3 separate regions of the Mus musculus genome follow, and all the other regions are linked to region 1. A link is a contact called in public ChIA-PET and Hi-C data. All regions are on one chromosome and are shown on one strand. The core of a region is the stretch at or near the end of the contact, and the rest is flanking DNA. Distances in the headings are between cores, read along the strand shown.

Region 1 (5,038 bases), core at 1,843-4,342:
CTTAGAGTTATATATAAATAAATTAGATAAGCCTATCAGCTTTTCTCTTCCATATCGAGTAAAATTATGAGAGGTAAAAGTCCTCAAAACTGAGAGCTAAATTAGAATCACAATCCATCTCTTCTCTGTAAAGTGGAGATTCTTTGATATTTGTGAGTCTAATAAGGTGGAAATAATATTTTTAAATTAAAATCTCTCAGTGTGCATATTAAATGATCTACTCTACCATCTCTAGAAGCTACAGTTGGCCCTGTTAATCATTTTCATTATGAGGACCCAACAGTCAATGAATGACCTTGACCCTTAACCTGAAAGAACTTACAGAGAGCCCTTGTGGTTCAATGAACACGGCACAGGCTACAGAGCTCTAGTATTCTCATCGGAGCATCTTCACAGAGGTTCTGCTGTGTGTGGCCTGCCCTTCATATCATCACCGTTCTACAGCTGTAAATGCTTCAGAGAAAACTTATAGAGTCAAGGTCAGAGCCTAAGAACTTAACGTTTCACCAATCTCTAAAATTTTCAAAATCTCCAATTTTTCAATTACTAGAAGCTATGGTCAAGACACAAGGCTGACAAGATGACTCAGCGGATAAGGTGCTTGTCGCCAAACCTGACCCAAGTTCAATTCCCAGGACCCACATGATGGAAGGAGAGAACAGATTCCAGAAAGTTGTCCTCTGACTTCCACATCCGTACTGCACTCAGTTCACCTATTAGAGCCAGGAGATGGTGCATCAGGTAAATGTACTTGCTTGGAAGCCTGATGCCCCATGTTCAATCCCCCAAAACCCACAACAAAGCCAACTGCAGGGACTAGAAGGATGGCTCAACAGTTATGAGAGCTTCCTGCTCCTGCAGAGGAGCCAGGTTCATTTCCCAGCACTCCATCAAGCTGCCACAAACTCTGTAACTGAAGCTCCAAGGAATTCCATGTACCCTGGCCTCCTCAGGAACCTGCATGCCCATGCTGCACATAAACTCAAGCAGGCGAGTCTGTTTTAAAATGTGCACACAGAGAGAGAGAGAGAGGGAGGGAGAGAGAGAGAGAGCGCGCCAGATGTGGTGGGAGGTATGGCAACAGAAATGAGAGACCCCCACCTCAAAAACAAAGCAGAAGGGGGTGGGGAACCAAGTTCACCTGAGTTCCTATCTGAACTTTAGAACATCTAAAGGTGATATTGACTTAGAGGCCTAGAAACATAAGCCCACCCTTCGAATTTCTGAAAAAGGATGGGAAGTGAATAATATGATCTTGACTCCAAACACAGATGGAAGCTAGGGCCAGGCAACACAAAGAAGGAAACCTGGAGGTGAATAAAGGAACCCCCCCCTTAAGGGCGGGCTGACTGTCACTCACTCTTGGTTGGCCAGGTCCTCGTCCTCTGAGGACGATGCTGTCTCCTCCAGGTCCCGGGCCATCACAACTGGCATCTCCTTTGGGGTCTGTCATACAGTCAGCACACAGAGGCCTCAGAGACCTTTCTTCCTTGCAGTCTCACTGGATCAAACAATTTGGATGGCACAGACTCCTGTAAGAAAGTCAAAGGACTTCAAAGACAATGCAGTTGCATACTTCAGGATTTTTTGCATGATCTTTAAGATGAAAAGAAATATATTCCTGAGTATTTTCCAGTCTCTAGAAGCTTACCTTCTGCCACAGTGCACCTCACATATCACAAAAATCAAGAATTTTTTTTCTGTGTTTGTTTGTTTTTGTTTTTCAAGACAAGGTTTCTTTGTGTAGCCCTGGTTGTCCTGGAACTCACTTGTAGACCAGGCTGGCCTAGAGCTCAGAGATCTGCCTGCCTCTGCTGGGATTAAAAGGGTATGACACAAAATTTTTTTCAAACAGATACTGTCTCTGCTGTATCTAAAAAGCTGTTACTGAATTTGAGTCGTTTTATATAATAAAAGAGCAAGCACCAAAGGAGAGGCTTTAGGGCACTGATGTGGACAGTTGATAAGCCTATGTTTAGAAAATTCTTTGCTAAACAAATCTGACCAGGATCAAAATAAAAATCCAAGGTTCAAAACCCTTGCCAATATTTATACAGACTCTACCACAAGCAAACAGAATAAGCTGTTATGTTTCTAGGAAAACCAAATCACCCGAACTATTAATAAAAGGGTGGTGAAAATATTTCTCCTCAGCAGGGATCACATAAATGGCCGGGGAAAGGGGAAGTCAAATACTCTAATTATTGGTACTTTTTTTTTTAATCACACATTTTAATCCGGATATCAAGTAGACACATAAAATTAGGAAATCTCCAATTCCCAGGCTTCTAACTTCAAACACTTTCCATAGAGAAAAAGTTTCATGTTCGTTATAGAGAAAATAGAAACGTTTAGGGAAAACGCTTAACCTTAATGTCACTACTCAAAGATAATCAATTCGTGGCAATTCTCCAAGCTTTTGCTGGTCTGTGCATTGACTTATACAATAAGACTCTCAAAAACAAAGCAACTGCAGCAAGCAGCAACAGTGACTAACCCCGACCCTACACATCTTCAGCAGAAATGAGTAATACCAAACAACCTCAATGATTCTTTTCGGGTGATTCCTAAAGGAACTTCTCGACCTTACCCAAAAATGCTTGAGAGTCTTTTAAGTTAAAACCTTCAGGGATGCCCACCTTTCCTCGGCTCCCTGAAGAGTAGAACGAGATAAATGCTCAGGAAGTCCTTGCCCCTACAGGGACCAGCCGCCAGCTCCAGCCCAGCACACCCCAACCCCAGGCAGCTCCGCAGGCAAGGACGCGGCGACTCTGCCGCAGCGCTTCTGCCCAGCACGCCCGGAAGCCAACAGCTGCTCCGGAGCTCGGAGGGAAGCGCAGCGGCGCCCGCCTAACCCTGGAGCGCACCTCCCCGGAGCGCGCCGGCGCAGGCGTTTACCTGTCTCATCTTCTCACGGCTCGGGGCCGGCAGGCGGGGACCACGCTCTGCTTCACCTCCCTCCTCCTTCCCCAGCCCGAATCAACGCAGCCGCCGAAGGCTGCTTCCCCCGTTACTACAACAACCAACAAGCAACCGCCCGCTAAGAGCCACTGCGCAGGCGCCCGCCAGCGGCGCGAACAACGCTCGGCTGCGGGCGCTGACGGATGGCGTCACCACGGCGCGCTCAGACACCAGAGCCAACCCAGGCTGTCACCAGAAGGTTTCTTGGCTCCTTTTTCTCTCTGCGTTTTCCCCACCCCTAAAAGACTGACTCCAAACTCAGAGTTCCGCCACGCTCGACAGAAGGGTTTACCGCGTGAGCGGCGTAGCAGGAAGAGGCTCAGGCGGCGGCAACTGCTGATTGGCAGCAAAGGAGTTCACTCCCTATCGCCTGCTCGAACTGAGCCAGCGTAGCCAATCAGAACGAGGACTGACAAAAACAACCCAATCCTGGAGCTGGGCTGAGGGAGGGGGCGGGAACAAGTGGCCCAGGTGGACTTGGGACCGGAGCTGGCCTAGGGAGAGCTGGTTTGCGGATGCTGCTGATACTGCTGCAGTAGTACTGGATCGTCAGGTAGGAGAATTTGGAGTGGGATGTAGCACCCGAGTAAAACTATCTGCAAAATTTAGGAAAGTGGGGGTTGCCTGGAAAGCAACCGGAGGTGGTGGTGGAGGAGTCTAGAAACGATGTCCAAGAGGAGGTGCTAGGAAAATGGAGATTTGGTCAATTCTGGGGATGGGTGAGTGAACGGGCAGTCGTTATGAACCTAGCTCTGCAACGAGCTTTCACTTTTCCTCATGTATTATCGGGTAACCCTCGAGATAGAGGCTTATATCCCCATTTTACGGATGAGAAAACCGAGTCTCTAGAGTCTCACTGGCTTGTCTGAACCCCTCAGATATGAGTGGTGTAGCTAGGATAGGAGTCTGCCTCTATTGATTGTTAATTAGTATCGCATCCATGCTGACCTGGGCAAGGGTGTACCCCACCTCTCTCTCCACCTCATAACTCCAAGGGAATGGGTTTAAAGAATTGGTAGAGTCATACAGAAATGCTCTGGTGTGTTTTCATCAGCTCTGGGATTTCTAAGATCTGTGAAATAAATGGAGGGTGTAAGTTCTACGTTCTACTGAAAGGGAGTGTGTGCGGGGGCGGGCTGGGGGGATTTTTAAATAACCCAAGCTGGTGTTGAGAGGAGAAAGTAAAAAGAAGTAGATTGGCATATGCTGTAAGTGTCTGTGAAGATCAGCACACCCCAGCATCTCTAGACTGGGACAGTCCCCGTTTGAGACCTCTTTCCTCTGGGTCCACCCTTTCTCTCCTGGAGCCCTTTATAGTTGGTTTTTCGTCATCACTTCACTTGATGTCTATATACACTGGGTAGTAGGGAATCATACTGAAACATTACCACAGTGATAAGGGAAGCCTGATAGTTTCTTACAGCTTTCAGGCCAAAGCAGTTAGCCTGACAATAGGTAAATGAAGGGCCAATATGATGGTGGCTATGACAAATTGTCTCTGTGGGATCCCTTTAGAGCTGATGGAAATCACTACTCAGCGAGGCTTGAGCTAAACAAAAAGTACCGAACCTAGCTCTCTCTCCTACCAGCTTCCTCAAAAAATGGGAACTTTGCTGCACCTGGCCGCACCCACCTTTAATCCCAGCACTCAGGAGGAAGAGGCAGATGGATCTCTGTGAGTTCCAGGCCAGCCTGATCTATGTAGAGTTCCAGACTAGCCACATAGTAAGACCCTGTCTCTAAATAAATAAATAAGTAAATATTTTTTAAAAGATGAGAACTTTATCAAAACATTCTATGAGGGAGTATTGCAACAGAGTCCACAGACCCTGGCACTCAGCCACATATTAGCTATGTTACCTAAGCAAATCACTTAGCTCTTGGTTCTGATCCCCATCTGTAAAGTGGAAATACTAATAGTGCCTGCCTATCCTGATGTAGGGAGTGAGTGAAATAAGATGTTATATACTTGGGGCACATATAAGTGTAGGACACAAGTGTTCCGTAACTATAGCTAATGTACTTTTCTTGAAACCCAACATCAAGCTATGACAGGTCTTTTCCAAGTCTTTTCGAT
Region 2 (5,038 bases), core at 716-3,215, 950 kb after region 1:
CCTCTTGGAGATGAATACTCTAGGTAGAGAGATGAGCCGTCACAATGCATCAAACATTTGCCAAGCAGAGACTGTGAGGGTACTGTGTAATGAATACCGAGCAGGAGTAAGTTCAGATCGGTCAGAAAACCAGCCGGGCAGGGAGGACTCCGTAGGCCAGTGTCAAATATTGAGACTTTCTAATCCAGTTAGGTATTACTTAGGATTCTGGGAAGGGAGGGGCTGGTATGGGAAGTTGTAATTGGTGCCTTTACAGGCTCTTTTATCCTGTCTGCTTAGGAGCCAGTAGGCTGTGAAAACACTTTCAGGAAAACCATATATGCCTAGCCTTTTAGGCTTTGGGGCATGGGACACAGGGAAGAAGGTTAATTTAGGTGGGAGGCAACGGACATCCCTGTCCCCTTCAATACAAGAAGGTGTGAGAACCCGGCCCAGCAGGGCTCAAAGGCTCATGCAGCCCCTTGGGGAAATTCTCCAAGGAATGAGGGGCGGTGGTAGGAGTTCAAAGAGTGGACTGTGGGCCAGAGGCCACTAGCCTGGGTTTTATTTCCATCTTTAGCAATACTCTCCTTTAGTCACCTTATTCAAGAGGCTCCATGCCTACCTTTGTAAAAAGAGAACAACTCTTCCAGCGGGCATCCACCATCACCATAGGCCCAGGTCAAGGCTTGGCGCCACAGGAAGCAGATTAAGATCTAGGCTCTAAGCAGGTTGGCAGAGTGTGTCGCTACAAAACACGGTGGCCAAGGGTGTGACCAGCTCCACCAGGGGGCGCGCGCCCCAAGTTGCCCTTCCCCATAGGCAACCGGCTCTTGGGAGCTGCCCCAGGGACACCTGCATTCTCGCCTAGCGCCCCCAGCGGTCAGAGGTGGAAGCAACGAGACCAGGCGCGCATGCCTCGGGCTCGGTCCCCATTACTCCGGTCTGGGTACCTTCCCCAGCTTCCTTCAGGCCCGAGAAGCAGTTCATCTGGGTCCGTGAGGTCAGGAACAGAAAATACATCCAGGACAGGTGGACAACTTGAGTTTGCCCAGGACAGGAAAAAGGCAGCTCAGGTGCGCTGGTCCAGGCAGACGCCATCTGTCTTTCCAGTCCCCGGGTCTGCCCTGTCGCCCGCAGCTCCTCACGGGTTAATCCCCTCGCCGCCCGCTCGCTTCTCGGTGCCAAAGAGGGTGTTGCTGGAATTCTTGTCTCCCGTAATAAGGGGGCCGAGCTGTCCCTCCAAGGAGGGGGGCATGGCGTGGATAAAAGAGGCGAAAAAGCAGGGGGCGGTTTCCAAAAATAAAACCCTTCGGTTCCCCTTCAGACGGCGGCAGTGCGGGAGCGAAGGTGCGGCAGGCTCGGGCTCGGTGCGCAGCCCGGGCAGCTCACGCCATACAGCCCTTACCTAGGAACCCCTGGACCCCCAAACGGCTGTTTCAGAGGTCCCCTAGACGGGAAGGGGCAAGTCGCCAGGCGGGTCTGTGGAGCGAACGATGGAAAGCACCTCCCCGCGAGGTCTCCGGTGCCCACAGCTCTGCAGCCACTCTGGCGCCATGAGAGCGCCGACCACCGCTCGCTGCTCCGGATGCATCCGACGGGTGCGTTGGAGGGGCTTCCTGCCACTTGTCCTGGCTGTCTTGATGGGGACAAGTCATGCCCAACGGGATTCCATAGGGAGATACGAACCAGCTAGCAGGGATGCGAATCGGTTGTGGCACCCCGTGGGCAGCCACCCCGCAGCGGCTGCAGCCAAGGTGTACAGTCTGTTCCGAGAGCCTGACGCGCCGGTCCCCGGCTTGTCGCCCTCTGAGTGGAACCAGCCGGCCCAGGGGAACCCTGGGAGGCTCGCAGAGGCCGAGGCCAGGAGGCCACCCCGAACCCAGCAGCTGCGTCGAGTCCAGCCACCTGTCCAGACTCGGAGAAGCCATCCCCGGGGCCAGCAGCAGATAGCAGCCAGGGCTGCACCTTCTGTCGCGCGCCTGGAAACCCCTCAGCGACCCGCGGCTGCACGGCGAGGGCGGCTCACCGGGTGAGCACTGAAGAGGGGATAGGGCTGGGGGCGGGGTGGAGCAAAGGGATGCGGGTATCCCGGACAGTTACGCCTTCAGTGGAGTGCGGGTCCTGTCCCTTTGTCCTCAGTAACTACTAGAGAAACCGCTCCGAGGTTCCGAAACCGGGGCTCGGACCAGCTTTCAAAAAGTTATTTTGGGGAAAATAAATCTACTATCTGTTCCCTTGGACACCAGTTCTCCCAGAACCCCGACGTTAAGCTCGTGTGCGTTTCTCACTCATTCTGTGCTGGGCTAACGAGCTGCAGTGGCTGGGTGGGCGCTCTGGGTTCTTGAGGCCCAGAGAAGGATAAACTGGCTCCGGGCGCCAGTAGGTGGAGGATCTGGGCGGGGGGGGGGGGGGGGGAGTGGGGACATCAGGGCGCGAAGACAGACGCATCTCCAGGAACGGGCTGACAGCGAAGCAGGCGCGCCAAGACAAGTGTATAGTCCGGGCTCAGGTCTGCTGGGACACGCAGAGGACTTAGGCAAGGGTTTAGGAGCTCTGTGAAAGAGAAGGCTGCCCTGACCTGTGCGAGGGACTGGGTCTGTGTTCCAGGAAGTCTAGATGTCAGCGTTGTTTGCACATTTTGAAAAGCCACGCCTCGCTCCAACTCTTCAACTTATTATTTTGCACCACTCGCTGCGGGTTCTGGACTCTGTTATCACAGGAGGTCCCCTCCCCGCCCCAACAACGCCTTGCCCAGGATTTAATGAGTTGGGGACCTCTCCTGAGTACCCAGGTGTCTCTGGAGTGAAGGCACAGGAGCCTGGCAATGCCAGACTGGGCAAGGTGCAATTGATTAGTCTAGGAGGGGCTTTGGCAGCCCTTGGCCTGAGCCTGGTTTATCTGTCCGTTGTAGTTCCAGGTAGCATTCCCGTTGCTTGTACGCCTAGTCCCACTACAGAGGATCTTCTGCCTCCTGCTCTGCACACATACTCTTCTCTTGCCTGCAACGGTCTTCTGTATCTTAGCAAAGTTCACCGTGTCTCATCCCTTCTGTGCCCTCATCCAGCTTTATGCTTTCTTATAGCATTTATTCCCCCCTCACGTATTTCTATTTCTATGTATGTGTTCAAACTTATACAAGTTCTGCTTAAGCAGGGTTTTGTTAGCTTTCATGTTCCCAGCAGATCAGTGCCTGCACGTAGCTGGCCCTCTCTGCGTCTAAATGAATTCCCTACTAACCTTTGGAGGCCTAGCCTAAAGTCTGCAGGGCATAGAGCTGAGTGCTGCCAAGTGGCTCCAGCGTAAGACCATTCAAGGAGAGTTAGCAGGACACCTGCCCCGTTTCAGCTTTCCCCTCTATTCTGACTTGTGCAGGCAACTGCATGATTACATGTGCTGAGCATGGGAGAGGGCTCGGGGACCCACAGAATACAAAACCTGCTGGAGGGCAAGCCAATGTCTTAAAATCAAGTTGGAGGCACGAGCAGTATGTGCTGGTGAATGTGTTTCTAAAAGCACAGGACAATTCTGTCAAGGGCAATGGAGCAGTACAATATAGTGAAGATGGTCAGGGAAGAGACACTGACCTGGGGCCCTAGAGCATAGACGAGGAAGGAGAGGGCCAGAGTGGCACATCTGGAGATGAGGCTGCCATGCAGGCTTAACTCAGAACTAGGGCTTTTCACCATAAGCTTTTGCCCCTGGTATAGGGGAGCCGGGGGCTGAGGCTGAGATGAAGTCTGGCTGTCATAGGGAGGGGATGGTTATGCTGCAGGCTTGTGTGTGCTTGTGTGTGTGTGTGTGTGTGTGTGTGTGTGTGTGTGTGTGTGTGTGCGCGCGCATGCATGCGCATTGCAAGGTGCTGTTAGAAGTCAGAAAGTGAAGCAAAGCAGACTGTCACTAGGACAAAGCTGACAGCAATGACCAGGTGTGAAGTTATGGGCACCTGCTAGATACACAGATGTATACCTGTGCTGGAGTTGGAGCCTCAGTTTTGTCTCCTGAAGCTTTGGTAGATAGATGTTGAGTTCTTCTGTCATCCCATTCATCTCTTGGGAAGGGGTCCCAAGACAAAATTATTCCTTAACTTCCTCAATCCAGGTCGATTCTGGCCGTCGTGTGCAGGTCAGATCTAGGGATCAAGTGCCATCTGCTGGTAGAATGTAGAACTACAGTTGCTAATTGAGGTTTTTTTTTGTTTTTGGTTTTGGTTTGAGTTTTTTTTTTGGTTTTGTGTGTGTGTGTGTGTGTGTGTGTGTGTGTGTGTGTGTTGTTCTGTTCTGTTTTGTGGAACCCCTTTAATATGCACTATTATGAAAACCCTGGGAATATAGCAGTAGATAAAATAGACAAACTGCCAGGTGGTGGTGATGCACGCCTTTAATCTCAGCATTCTGAAGGCAGAGGCAGGCAGATCTCTGAGTTTTAGAGTAGTCTGGTCTACAGAGCCAGTTCTATGATACCGAGAGCTACACAGAGAAACCCTGTCTGGAAAAACAAAAACAGTAACAGCAACAAAACCAAAAGAAAGAGAGAAAGAGAGAAAGAAAGAGAGAAAGAGAGAGAGAAAGAGAGAAAGAAAGAAGAGAGAAAGAAAGAAAGAAAGAAAGAAGGAAGGAAAGAGACACAAAAATCTTTTCCTTATGGAATTGTTAATGTACTGGAGATGAAAAAAAATACATGTGTCAGACATTGTGCTAAATGTCTGAGGGGCAGTCGTGAGCCGTGTAGCTGTGTACTACAATCTACAGGGGACTTATTGATTCCAGTACTGTCTTAGTCAGGGTTTCTGTTCCTGGACAAAACATCATGACCAAGAAGCAAGTTGGGGAGGAAAGGATTTATTCAGCTTACACTTCCACACTGCTGTTCACCACCAAGGAAGTCAGGACTGGAACTCAAGCAGGGCATGAAGCAGGAGCTGATGCAGAGGCCATGGAGGGATGTTCTTTACTGGCTTGCTTCCTTCCCCTGGCTTGCTCAGCCTGCTCTCTTATAGGACCCAAGACTACCAGCCCAGAGATGGTCCCACCCACAAGGGGTCCTTCCCTCTTGATCA
Region 3 (5,038 bases), core at 1,305-3,804, 650 kb after region 1:
CTGTCTCTCTCTCTCTGTCTCTCTCTCTCTCTCTGTCTCTGTCTCTGTCTTTCTGTCTCTCTCTGTCTCTCTGTCTCTGTCTCTCTGTCTCTCTCTCTGTCTCTCTGTCTCTCTGTCTTTGTCTCTCTGTCTCTCTGTCTCTCTCTGTCTCTCTGTCTCACTCTCTCTCTCTCTCTCTCTTTCTCTCTCTCTCACACACACACACACACACACAGTGCCTTTATAGTTTCCACGACCCTACTGAGTTGCTTCCTACTTTGCAGATGGCAAGACAGACTCAGAAAATGAAAGCCATAGCTTGAAGTTAGTTGCATGCATGTCCTGAAGTAGGGCCTCAGGACCCGGGAACAGAGATGTCAGTTCACTTGTCCTGAAGGAGATGAGCTATCCTCGTGCCATGGAGGTTTTGGAGTCTTCCTGGTTTCTGCTACCTTACCTGCTTTAGCAAATTCATCCCACAAACCAAAACACATGCGTCTGAGGTTTAGGGACAAGAGACCTCTCAAGGCGCTTACAGGGAGCCCAGATGTTACCCAAGGGGTTAAGTTCATGCAGGAGAAGAGGAGTGCGTGAGCATCTGCAGCCATCTGTGCAAATGGAAATGTGGAGGGGTCATCTGCATTGGATCCCCAGCGTTTGGAGCAGAGCCTACAGCACAGTAGAGCCAAAGGAAGATGTCACGTGAAATGACGGATGAACAAATGAATGCACACAATGCACACATCCATCTTCAGGTACAATTACAGGCAAATATGCCCAATCCGTGTGTGCTCAAGATAGTCAGGATACCCAAGGTGTATATTACACAGATAATTAAGAATACACACCTGGGCTGGTGATATGGATCAATGGATAGGGGCGCTTGTCCAAACCTGACAACCTGAGTTTGATCTCGGGAACCCACATGGTAGAAGGAGAGAGCCAACATCAGAAGGTAATGTTCTCTGACCACTCCCATCCATACATGCACCATAGCAACACACAAAGTAAAGTTAGTATTAAAAAAATGTTTAAAGGGCACACACTTGTGCCCACATCCACAGATCCATCTAGGAATAGATGCACTTCAATGCCTAGGTGTACACGAGATGCTGTGAGCACGTGTGGATCCTGGCTACCTATCCACAGCATCCTTGGGTCAGCTCACTTTCATCCACATGCACAATGACCCCGCAACCATGCTCTGGAGCCAGGGAGACAATCTGTCTACTGTACAATCCCCAGCATGTTGGAGCTCGTCAGAATGTTCTTTGCAACCCCCGCTTAGCTGGCCAGTGACTGGCCCCTGGCTCCTGGACCTGCAGGCCTCAGGGCCTACCAGACAGAGAGGCAGCATCTCTGGCAGCCCCTTGTGGGTGGGCAGCAGGCCACAGACACAGAGGTCACTGGGGGTGAGAGCCAGGACTGCCCTAGCCTCCCTGCCTCTGAATGGAATGTGATCCAAGAGCCACCTCCCAGGCCCATCTCCTCCCCCACAGCCACCCACCAACTTCTGACTCTGGATGCTGCCAGGTTTTTGCAACCAGCCCACAAGCTGGTCACAGAGGTTTGTTAGAATGGTAGGTGATGAAGAACAACTCAGGAACACAGGAGGTTACCACAAAAGTACAGACATGCATGGCTGCACACAAGTACAAAGAGATACCCAGAGACCCAGATCTGCGACACACAGTGTAACTGGGCACGTTCAGTGGGTGACATATACACACAGCTTCATAGGTATACACAAGTGCCCATGCAGACACCACCTCTCCTCAGCATGTCCTGCTGCTCTAGAACACTTCCTCTTCTGCTTGGGCTCGGGAGGTGATGCCAGGTTAGTCCATTCCCTACCTCTAATAGGCTGGCCTGACCTGACAGGAGGAAGTGGTGGTGGACCTAGGTCTAGCCAGGTGCCCCGAGGTGTTTCCTGTGTACAGCCCACAGCTGGGCTGCCCTGTGCCTGCCTACCAGGTCAGATAGTACATGGAATAGAGGGACGGTTCTGGAGGCACGTAGCTTGTCTTGTCTCTGCCAGATCCCTGTCTACGCAGGCAGATGCCCGCGGGCACACATACACTTTCCTAGTGTGAATATGAACATTGTTCAGCATCTGCAGGTGGTGCCCTCTCATAGGATCGGGTTGTTAGTCTATAAAATGGGGTTAGTAATCCTGTCACCTCTCCTCCCGGGGTTGTGTAGGGATGGCACTGGTCATGAAGGGCCACAGCAAGATGCTGCCTTCTTAGTACTGCACTCCCTGCAGAGGTCACTTAAGTACCCAGCCATCTCCAAGGCAGATGTTGGACGTCCGCACCTGGAGGCTCCAGAAGAGCCAGGTGCAACCTTGGCTGTCGCTGCGGGCTGACCCTGGGGCAAGCTAATGAACGCCTAGCTCCGAGGGGCCAGGAGATCTGCGCCGGCAGCGCCCCTTCAGCGCCCTGCGGGGTCACGCGCACTCAGGTCTCACCGCCAACCGGCTCTCAGCGCTCCCGGGCTGCTCCTGGGGCCTCGAGATAGAAGTGGGCGGGCAGGCTGCAGCCCCGCCCCATACACGGTCTTGAAAACCAGCGGCCGACTAGCTTCAGTTCGTAGGGAAGCTGCAGTCTGAGAAGGAAACCGCATCTTCAGACTTCTGCTCACTCACGAGAGGAGCTAGGGTCATCGGACCCCTAAGATCCTTTCACATCGCTCCGACTCGCCGGAACACTCCTCACCAGTTTCCTCAGCCACAGCCCTACCTGTGAGCTCCGGACTTCCCCGGCTTTCTGTGGATGCTCAGGCAGACTGCAGAGACCTAGCCTAGGACAGCAGTGAGGGGGACACTCCTCTCCTCTCCTCTCCTCTGGTATCAGCGTCTCCCCCAAGGGGGACGAGCATGGTGATTGTGCCTTGAAGGACCTTGGCTCTGGATGTCTGAGAAGATGCTGGTCATGAAGCTGTTCACTTGCTTCTTACAGGTCCTAGCTGGGTTGGCTGTGCATTCCCAGGTAAGGACCTGGCCTGGCTTCCTCTTGACCTTCTCATCCTAGCCGTAGAAACAGGGGCTATGGTCTTTAATTACAGACTCACTTTAGAGAGCAGCTTCTGCTAGGGTGCCCACATATTTCCCAGGGGCTGGGCTGGACCTCAGGGAGGAGACCTCTGGCTGGGCAGTCCCCAATTCCTGGGGGCTGTCTTAGTGGGGGCAGGGAAGCCACAGGGAATGAGGGAGGTTTCCTGTCTAGCCCCTGGAGCCCTAGTGGCTTTGCAAAAAGCATCCGTCCACTAATCCCAGTCAGCTCCCTGGCCCTGTGGTCAGGGTTGTGGCCCCATGACCAACCAGGCGCCCCCAGGACCTCTGACCTGGCCTAGTGGGGAAGGAGCTGACTAAAGAAGCTTGAGGTGGGGAGGTGAGGCCCTTCCCCCACCATTGCTCCAATTGAGCAGAGGGCTCTTGGGTGGGCTTCAGATATGACAAGGGATCCTGCCGTGCCCTTTCCTCCTGGTGGGTGTCAGAAGGTCCTGAGTGCAGGGCCTGGGGAAGTGAGCAGGGCCCTTTTCCCAGGAGCTGGGTGAGTCTGGCAGGGAGCCAGATTGGGCAGCAAAATCCTGACAAAGCCAATGCATTCCCTTCCTGCTGCACTGCCCGCTGCACTGCCCACTGCCCTGGGAGCCCTCAGCCCCAGCCCAGGAGTGGGTGGGTTGTCCAGTCCCCTTGCCGAGCAGCCAGGCCATCCGTCTGCTTGCTGCAGTGTTAGCTCGAGGTGTAACGTTACTGGCAGGCAGCACCAGCTCATGGCGCCGCCTCTTCTCCAGCCCCTGAGCTCCCACCAGCTGATCACCCTCCCCCTGGGCTCTGGCACCCAGCCAAGGCGGGCTGTAGTAGGCCCAGCAGGACTGGCCTGGGGGCTGGGCAGAAGAGAGACCCCACAGGATTACAAGCACTTGGGAACACAAGAAGCCTCCTACCCTTTTCCAAGTGAAGAAACTGAGGCCAGAAAGTCAGGTGGTTTTTAGCAGAGGATGGGGGAGGAGCTTGGGGTGGGCTCAAAGAGCCGAGCCCCAAGAATATGCCCCCTCCTTATAGCTCCACCTTTGTGTCCACCGCAGGGGGCCCTGTCTGCTGGGAACAACTCAACAGAAGTGGAAGGTAAGCCAGCCAGGCCAGCTCTGCAAGCTGAGCCCCCTCTCTTCTTTCCTCATGAGCCTCAGCAGCCAAGGAGAAGGGATCGGTTGGTCTGAAGGGTGGGAGCAGGCCAGTGGCAAGCTGGGGTGGGTCTGCAAGCTCGACATCCAGGCTGAAGCCCAAGAGTCCAGCTTTTGTGACCCAGCAGCCTAGAGAGGTGCAGTCATGGGTTAGGGTCACCAAGCACACGGAAAGCAGGACGTGATCGCTAGGGTTCGTCCAGCTGGCTCAGGGCCCCTGCCCAGCAAGCTGTAAGGATGCAGATGGAGTCTTGGTGGACAGAATCTGTGTTGAGTGCCGGAGGCCAGACTGGAGTCTGGGAACTGGATATAGTAAGGAGCATTCAAGGGGCTTGGTCAGGACGAAGAGTCCTCCCTGCCATTCCAACCCTGGTGGAGCTGTGCAGCGCTGACCAGGCGTTTCCATTGATTACAAACAGGCGGGCTCTGTCACACCCTCCCTGGCCCTTTCACTCTCTGCCCTGGGTTGTGTCAAGACATAATCTTCAAAGGGCAGCAGGACCTTTGCCAAAGAGAGGAGCGCGCCCGCCGAAGGCTCGTGCCAGATCCTCTCTCCTTCTCCCTTCTTGCCTCTCAGAGACATGGAGGATGGCCACATACCATGACTGAGGCATCCAACAGCATGGGAGAAAGGATGTGCTTGTAGTAGTGTCCTCAAAGACACAGATAATAGCTGGATTGCTTTCTTGGCCTGGGAACACCCTCTGCTGGTCTGCCCCTTGTCTGTTCCCCATCCCCCTGGGAGCAGCCTGTCTGTCCTCGTCCTCTGCCTGCCCTCACATCTGAAGCCCAGACCACTGAACAGGTTAGAGAGGTAGCTGCCTCAACTTCAGGGACTTGCCCATTTTTGAGCCCCCTGGAATTGATCTGA

What was found. Hi-C and Micro-C count contacts between places; a contact is called where the count stands out from the background. ChIA-PET counts read pairs in DNA pulled down with a chosen protein or histone mark.
Region 2: a contact with region 1 is called in a Hi-C map of B cells, with 5 read pairs. The contact joins the promoter of D030025P21Rik here to the promoter of Erg28 in region 1. A contact is called at or near these places in 1 of 39 promoter capture datasets (neural stem cells), 1 of 484 Hi-C or Micro-C datasets (B cells) and 1 of 9 other capture datasets (liver).
Region 3: a contact with region 1 is called in an RNA polymerase II ChIA-PET map of memory CD8 T cells, with 8 read pairs. The contact joins the promoter of Pgf here to the promoter of Erg28 in region 1. A contact is called at or near these places in 2 of 39 promoter capture datasets (embryonic stem cells and neural stem cells), 1 of 115 datasets of contacts at active chromatin or transcription factors (memory CD8 T cells) and 3 of 9 other capture datasets (embryonic stem cells, liver and macrophages).

Annotation. Positions count from the first base shown.
Region 1 is chr12:85,822,947-85,827,984 of GRCm38.p6, reverse strand. It overlaps Erg28 (ergosterol biosynthesis 28), which reads left to right and starts at 3,092. Exons shown (of 5, transcript NM_021446.3): 1 at 3,092-3,514. Ttll5 (tubulin tyrosine ligase-like family, member 5) reads right to left here and starts at 3,065. Exons shown (of 34, transcript NM_001081423.3): 1 at 2,899-3,065; 2 at 1,361-1,532. The coding sequence starts at 1,434.
Region 2 is chr12:84,872,729-84,877,766 of GRCm38.p6, reverse strand. D030025P21Rik (RIKEN cDNA D030025P21 gene) reads right to left here and starts at 1,965. Exons shown (of 1, transcript NR_028577.1): 1 at 1-1,965. It overlaps Ltbp2 (latent transforming growth factor beta binding protein 2), which reads left to right and starts at 1,276. Exons shown (of 36, transcript NM_001370743.1): 1 at 1,276-2,011. The coding sequence starts at 1,536.
Region 3 is chr12:85,174,829-85,179,866 of GRCm38.p6, reverse strand. It overlaps Pgf (placental growth factor), which reads left to right and starts at 2,554. Exons shown (of 7, transcript NM_008827.3): 1 at 2,554-2,969; 2 at 4,072-4,111. The coding sequence starts at 2,904.